Regions from separate parts of the Triticum aestivum genome. Here region 2 is linked to region 1. A link is a contact called in public Hi-C data. All regions are on one chromosome and are shown on one strand. The core of a region is the stretch at or near the end of the contact, and the rest is flanking DNA. Distances in the headings are between cores, read along the strand shown. Region 1 holds the start of LOC123134318 (protein RGF1 INDUCIBLE TRANSCRIPTION FACTOR 1). Region 2 has its middle 73 kb from the start of LOC123137698.

Region 1 (3,015 bases), core at 373-2,872:
TGATTATGCTAGAATTATTCATTGAAATTAGTTGAGTCTTTTATGATATTTATTATGTATAAGTTTATACCCTTGTATTTCTCTCTAATCTATCTATCTCTTTTGGCCAATCAGACTGATTCATCTTTAGTGGGAGAGATGCTTGGTAGTAGGTTCAATCTTGCGGTGTCCTTACTCTGTGACAGAAGGAGTTGCAAAGCACATATTTGTCACTACTGCAGGATGCTGCTAACGCGACACAATAATCAGAGACCCTTCGACGAAAATGTGTGCGATGCATTAATCGCAAACGGTGATGTAAAAAACCCGTAAAAAAAGATTGTGATGGTGGAGACAACGAACACGATTGAGATTTTAGCTGCGTGTGCGATGCAGTGCATACGGTTGATCCATATGAACTGTTTGCGATGAGACCGAACAATAGAAACATGCAGTCATATCAAGGTGTGTGCGATATACGGCATACAATTCACTCGGATTAACTGTTTGTGATTAGGCAACACAACAAAAATGGTCAGCTAGATCAAGGTATGTGTGATATACAGTATACGGTTCACTCGGACAAACTGTTTTCGATTAGGAAACAAACACAAAAATGGTTCAACTTAATAAGATGTGTGTGATATGCGACATACGGTTCACATAGATGAACTGTTTGCGATGAGCCAAAAGAACACAAACGATTCGTGTAAACAAGATGTGTGTGATACGCGGCAAATAACCCACTCGGATGAACTGTTTGCGATGAGAAATCATAACACAGACGGTTACTACAGTTAATTCATGTGTGATTATGTGTGTAATTTTTTTTTTGAAAAATGCAAACTAGTTGCTTGCGGTGGCTAGGAGTATCGCACACGATGCGTCTGCGAGTACTTGCTGCGATGATTAGCACTCCCTCCGTCCGGAAATACTCGTCGGAGGAATGGATGTATCTAGATGTATTTTAGTTCTAGATACATTCATTTTTATGCATTTCTTCGACAAGTATTTTCGGACGGATGGAGTAAGTTACACATACATTTTCTTATGTTAAAACCTGTGTGATAGATAACACGTAGCACCACATACGGGTTGTGTGCTCCACTTAGTCTTCCCGCACTCCAGCGAATGCTTCCCACGCTCCACATGGGTGTATTGTAAAATCCCCGGCTTCCCCGCCTCTTCCCTCATCAGTTTCCCGCCAGCAGCTAATGGCTTGCTGCATATAACCCAGGCGGCAACGCACCGTCGCGACACTGTGCGTAGATCTCACCCATCTACCATTAGTTATTCTAAGCATGCCAGGCAACGACCAAAGCTTCGACGTCCGCATTGGAGGTGGTAACAAGCCACGGCGACGCATGGATATGGACGGTGGGAAAAGAGAACGGGTGTCTTGAAATATCTGTGACGCCAATATATAAGGGATGAATGACACGATATATCGCATGGCCCAACCGCTAAATACGAAGGCTCACTGACTCGATTTGAACTGGCTTTTAAAAATTATGCCGGTTGAGCGTCGGACAGCGATTCTGCTAGAGCGGTTTTCTCGGCCAATTATTAGGTTGCTGGACGATTATGCTTGACGGGTGGAGTTTTGCTGTAGAACAGTAGATCGCTGCATAGAATCACCTCCATCTGCAACGGTAGAAGTGCCGAACGCCCCGCGCTTCTCGCTCTTTGAATCCGTCCCACCCAACGGCCGCAACCCAATTCAACCATTCATCCACCACGACTGGAGGCGCGTCTCCGGCACCGATTGACCCCCGCGCCGTGTGCGCCCACCGTAGGTAGCCAGGACCGGCTGGCGCGTGGCGGGGCGGCGATGCAATCCTCGGCCGTCCGCGCCACCCCGCAGTGGCTGCGTGGCCTGCTGTCGGAGGAATTCTTCGACGCGTGCGCCGTGCACCCGGCGGAGCGCAAGAACGACAAGAACCACTTATGCGCCGACTGCGCCGCCGCCCTCTGCCGCCACTGCCTCCCGCACGATCCCTCCCACAACGTCCTTCAGGTACATTTTCGCGCGTCGCTTGGTGATCAGATGTCCTCACCTCGCCGTGCTCTGATCGGTCTTGTTATTTCGTATGACGGCGGAAAAAGATTTGGAAGTACGCGTCCTGCTTCGTCGTCCGCGTCGACGACCTGAAACTCTTCGATTGCACCGGCATCCAGGTACGCGCACCAAAGTCGCCCAATTCAGGCGTGACTGTTCTGTTTCTCTATCGGTGCTCAAATGCATGCGCGGCCGCATGCAGTCGCACACGGTGAGCGATCACGAGGTGGTGTTCCTGAACGAGCGCACGGCGAGGAAGCGCTCGGCTTGCGCGGAGAACCCCTGCGCCGCGTGCGCCCGGCCGCTCTCGTCAGGGCACGACTACTGCTCCCTCTTCTGCAAGGTAAACGCCATGTCGTCGTCTGGAAGTATGCATAGCGTCACGTACGTGCGTGCACAGCTTGACTCGAAGAACTGGGGGACGCGTGCATGCAGGTGAAGCATCTGGGGGAGAGCGAGCGGGGGCTGAGATGCGCGTTACGCGTGAACAGGAAGGCGGCGGCGGCGGCTGGTGAGGAGGCTGCCGTGTCGGAGCCGCAGAACGGGAAGCGGCCGAGGGCGGCGTCGTCAGAGGCGGGGCCGAGCTGTGGCGGGTCGTCCGGTAAGCGGAGCCGGAAGCAGCTAGCGCCGGCTCGCTCACCATTCTGTTGAGGAAGTGGGCCAGGCTGGTGGACCTTACACGTATTCCCCGGTAGTTCAATAGTTGGGCTGTTGTTGTCATTTACATTTTTTTTTATTTTTTGAATGATGAAGGGTTCATTTTTTTCAGAGGCTGAGAAAAAAATACACCTTAGCGCCATATTGTGTTGATATCTTCAGCAATTACATTGGCTAATTTTAGTAAAACCAGCAGGTAAATTTGCAGGAACCCACTATGGTTATTCCAAAACCCTACATGCATTCCGCGGGAACCATGAAAAACGTGTGGTTCGTGGGAGCTGCAGATCGAATCAATGAAGAAAATCGAACCACCTCGT
Region 2 (3,073 bases), core at 225-2,724, 360 kb before region 1:
GAAAAAAAATCAAACACGAACTTTTTTTTGAAATAGGAACAAATTTTGAAATAGGAACATTTATTGAAACTCACGAACAAAAGTTGAAAATACAAACATTTTTTTAATTTGCGAACAATTTTTGCAAAGTTGTGTTGTGAAAAAAAACATAAATAAAAGAAACAGAAAAGGAAAAATAGAAAAAAAGAGAAATAAAAAACAATAGATAGCCAGGAACATTTTGTTTGAAGTCAGGTACAAAATTTGAGCATGAGAACATTTTTTAAACTATGAATATGTTTTTGAAAGCATGAACATTTTTTCAGGTCAGGAAGAAAATTTGAAAATGAGGACAATTTGTGAAGTTTTGAACAATTTTTTGAAAGCATGATTTTTTTTTGAAAATGAGAACATTTTGTGAAGTTTTGAACAATTGTGAGCAACACAATTTTTTTAAAAGAAAATAAATTTGAAAACAGAAAAACGAAAAATACGAAAAAACGAAAATGATAGAAAAAGAAACAGAAAACATAAAAAAAAGAAACATAAAAACGAAAAAAAATAAAAATAAAAAACCAACGTTTCTGGAACCTCCTAGAAGGTCCCAAAATCGGAGAAAACCGGCTGGGAACCGGCAATCCCTATTTGGCGCTGCAGGCGCCGGTTATTACTGTTTCCGCTAACCGGCGCCTGCAGCCGTGTTAGCTGGGCTCGGCCCGTTTTGCTTTTTTTTTCTTCTGCTTTTAGGGAAAAGTCAAAAAGTGCAAGACGAGGGTTCGAACCAGGAACCCTTCGCTGCGAGCGCTAGGCTCAAGGACCCGGCCACGTACGGATTTGTGTAAACATACTTCAGTCTTTTCTTCTATTTGTCTACTCCACTTTGGTTTTATTTTCTCAACCTTTTACAACTTCCGTGAACTTTTTTCAAAGTCAACGAATTCGTTTTCAACGTCGATGAACTTTTTTCAGATCCAATTAAATTTTCTTCAAATCCGATGAACTTTTTTCAAAATTGATGAACTTTTTTTAGAATTGATGAACTTTTTTTCAAATCCGATGAACTTTTTTTAATTTTGATGAACTTTTTTCAGATTCGATGAACTTTTTTTCAAATTTGATGAACTTTTTTTGGAAAATTTGATGAACTTTTTTAAAAATTGCATGAACTTTTTCAAATTTGATGAACTTTTCTTAAAATTACACGAATGTTTTGTAGAAAATGATGAACTATTCTTCAAAGTCAGTGAACATTTTTGAATTCAAATTTTTTTTCTTTTCTTTTTTGTGATTTGTTTTTCATAATATCAACGGTTGACTGTTTTTTTAAGTGTACGGACCTGTAAACACGTTCGATGGAGCGAATACCCAGCGACGGAGGGAACCAGCAATCGATCGATTTAGCGAACACCCAGCGACGGAGGGAACCAGGAGCGAACCCATCCCTCTATGGGCCGGCCCACGTGGAGATGGTGCGTGGGCGCCAGCTAAGGGAACTGGCGCCGGGATTTCCTATTTGGCGCTTATGCGCCCGTTTGCGAACGGGCGCCTGCAGTGCTCCCCCTTCGCTCGCGAGCTGGGCCGGCCCATGTACGATTTTGTTTTAATCTGAAAAAAGGTTCAAAAAAAGTGCGGGCCTGCCGGAGTCGAACTCGCGATCACTGCCTTCATCTCCAACGACAGTGACCACAACACCACAGAACCACACGTGACATCTAGATTGTTTGTTTCTCTAATTGTTCTCTCCAGCTGCACGGATCCGGGGAAGCTTCCCAAACCGGGTTTTTCCTCTATTTCTGATCCGTAAACTACCATCTTTTTCCTCTATTTCTTATCTATTCTTTCCTCATTTCCTTTTTCCTCTTTCTTTTTTTCTTTTTCTGTTTTTCCTTTTTTTTGTTCTTCCTAGTTTGATGTTTTTGCTTGAAATTTGTGAACTTTTTTCTTAAAAATCGATGAAACTTTTTAAAATGTGATGAACTCCTTCCCAAATTCGATGAACTTTTTTCAAATGTGATGAACTTTTTTCCAATCCAATGATTTTTTTTTCAAATTCGATGAACTTTTTTCCAAATACGATGAACTTTTTTCAAATCTGATGATTTTTTTTACAAATTCGATGAGCTCTTTTCCAAACTCAATGAACTATTTTCCAAATTCGATGAACTTTTTTCAAATCCGATGAACTCTTTTCCAAACTCGATGAACTATTTTCCAAACTCGATGAACTATTTTCCAAATTTGATGAACTTTTTACAAATCCAATGAACTTTTTACAAATCCGATGAATTTTTCTTAAAATAATATTAACTTATTTTCAATTTTGATGAATGTTTTTCAAATTTGATGAACTATTTTCAAGTTTGTTGAACATTAAATGAAAATCCATTAACTTTTTTTTCAACTTTGATGAACGTTTTTCAAAACAATTAAAAGTTTTTTTCAAATTTGATGAACCTTATTTGATAATATGTGAACTATTTTCTAATTTGATGAATTTTAATCGAAATCAATGAACTCTTTTCAAAATCCGATAAACTTTTTATCTAAATCAATGAACTTTTTCAAAATTCGTGAACTTTTATGAAAATTGATGAACTTTTTCAATTTCCTGAACTATATTGAATTTTGTGAACTTTTTCGATCCGTGAACTTTTTTCAAACTATCGATGAACTATTTTCTAATTCGATGAACTTTTATCAAAATCAATGAACTCTTTTCAAAATCCGATAAACTTTTTATCTAAATCAATGAACTTTTTCGAAATTCGTGAACTTTTATGAAAATTGATGAACTTTTTCAATTTCCTGAACTATATTGAATTTCGTGAACTTTTTTCAAACTATCGATGAACTATTTTCTAATTCGATGAACTTTTATCAAAATCAATGAACTCTTTTCAAAATCCAATAAACTTTTTATCTAAATCAATGAACTTTTTCAAAAATCGTGAACTTTTATGAAAATCGATGAACCTTTTCAATTTTCTTGAACTATATTGAATTTCGTGAACTTTTTTGATCCGTGAACTTTTTTCAAACTCGTGAACTTTTATGAAAATTGACAAACTTTTTTTAATTTTCTTGAACTATATTG

What was found. A called contact is a pair of places that touch in the nucleus more often than the background predicts.
Region 2: a contact with region 1 is called in a Hi-C map of leaf, with 5 times the contacts expected there. The contact joins the enhancer-like site here to the promoter of LOC123134318 in region 1. A contact is called at or near these places in 2 of 5 Hi-C or Micro-C datasets (both in leaf).

What each region holds. Positions count from the first base shown.
Region 1 is chr6B:508,499,227-508,502,241 of IWGSC CS RefSeq v2.1, reverse strand. LOC123134318 (protein RGF1 INDUCIBLE TRANSCRIPTION FACTOR 1) reads left to right here and starts at 1,622. Exons shown (of 4, transcript XM_044553589.1): 1 at 1,622-1,996; 2 at 2,086-2,157; 3 at 2,241-2,381; 4 at 2,474-2,906. The coding sequence starts at 1,811. The coding sequence ends at 2,689.
Region 2 is chr6B:508,854,477-508,857,549 of IWGSC CS RefSeq v2.1, reverse strand. No RefSeq gene overlaps it. Among protein-coding and RNA genes, the nearest start is that of LOC123137698, 73 kb to the right of the region's middle. Within about 2 kb of position 1,474, at least 7 of the 8 cell types and tissues checked have an H3K27ac peak or open chromatin away from gene starts, as enhancers often do. A contact at or near this core is called in leaf, where this site is marked.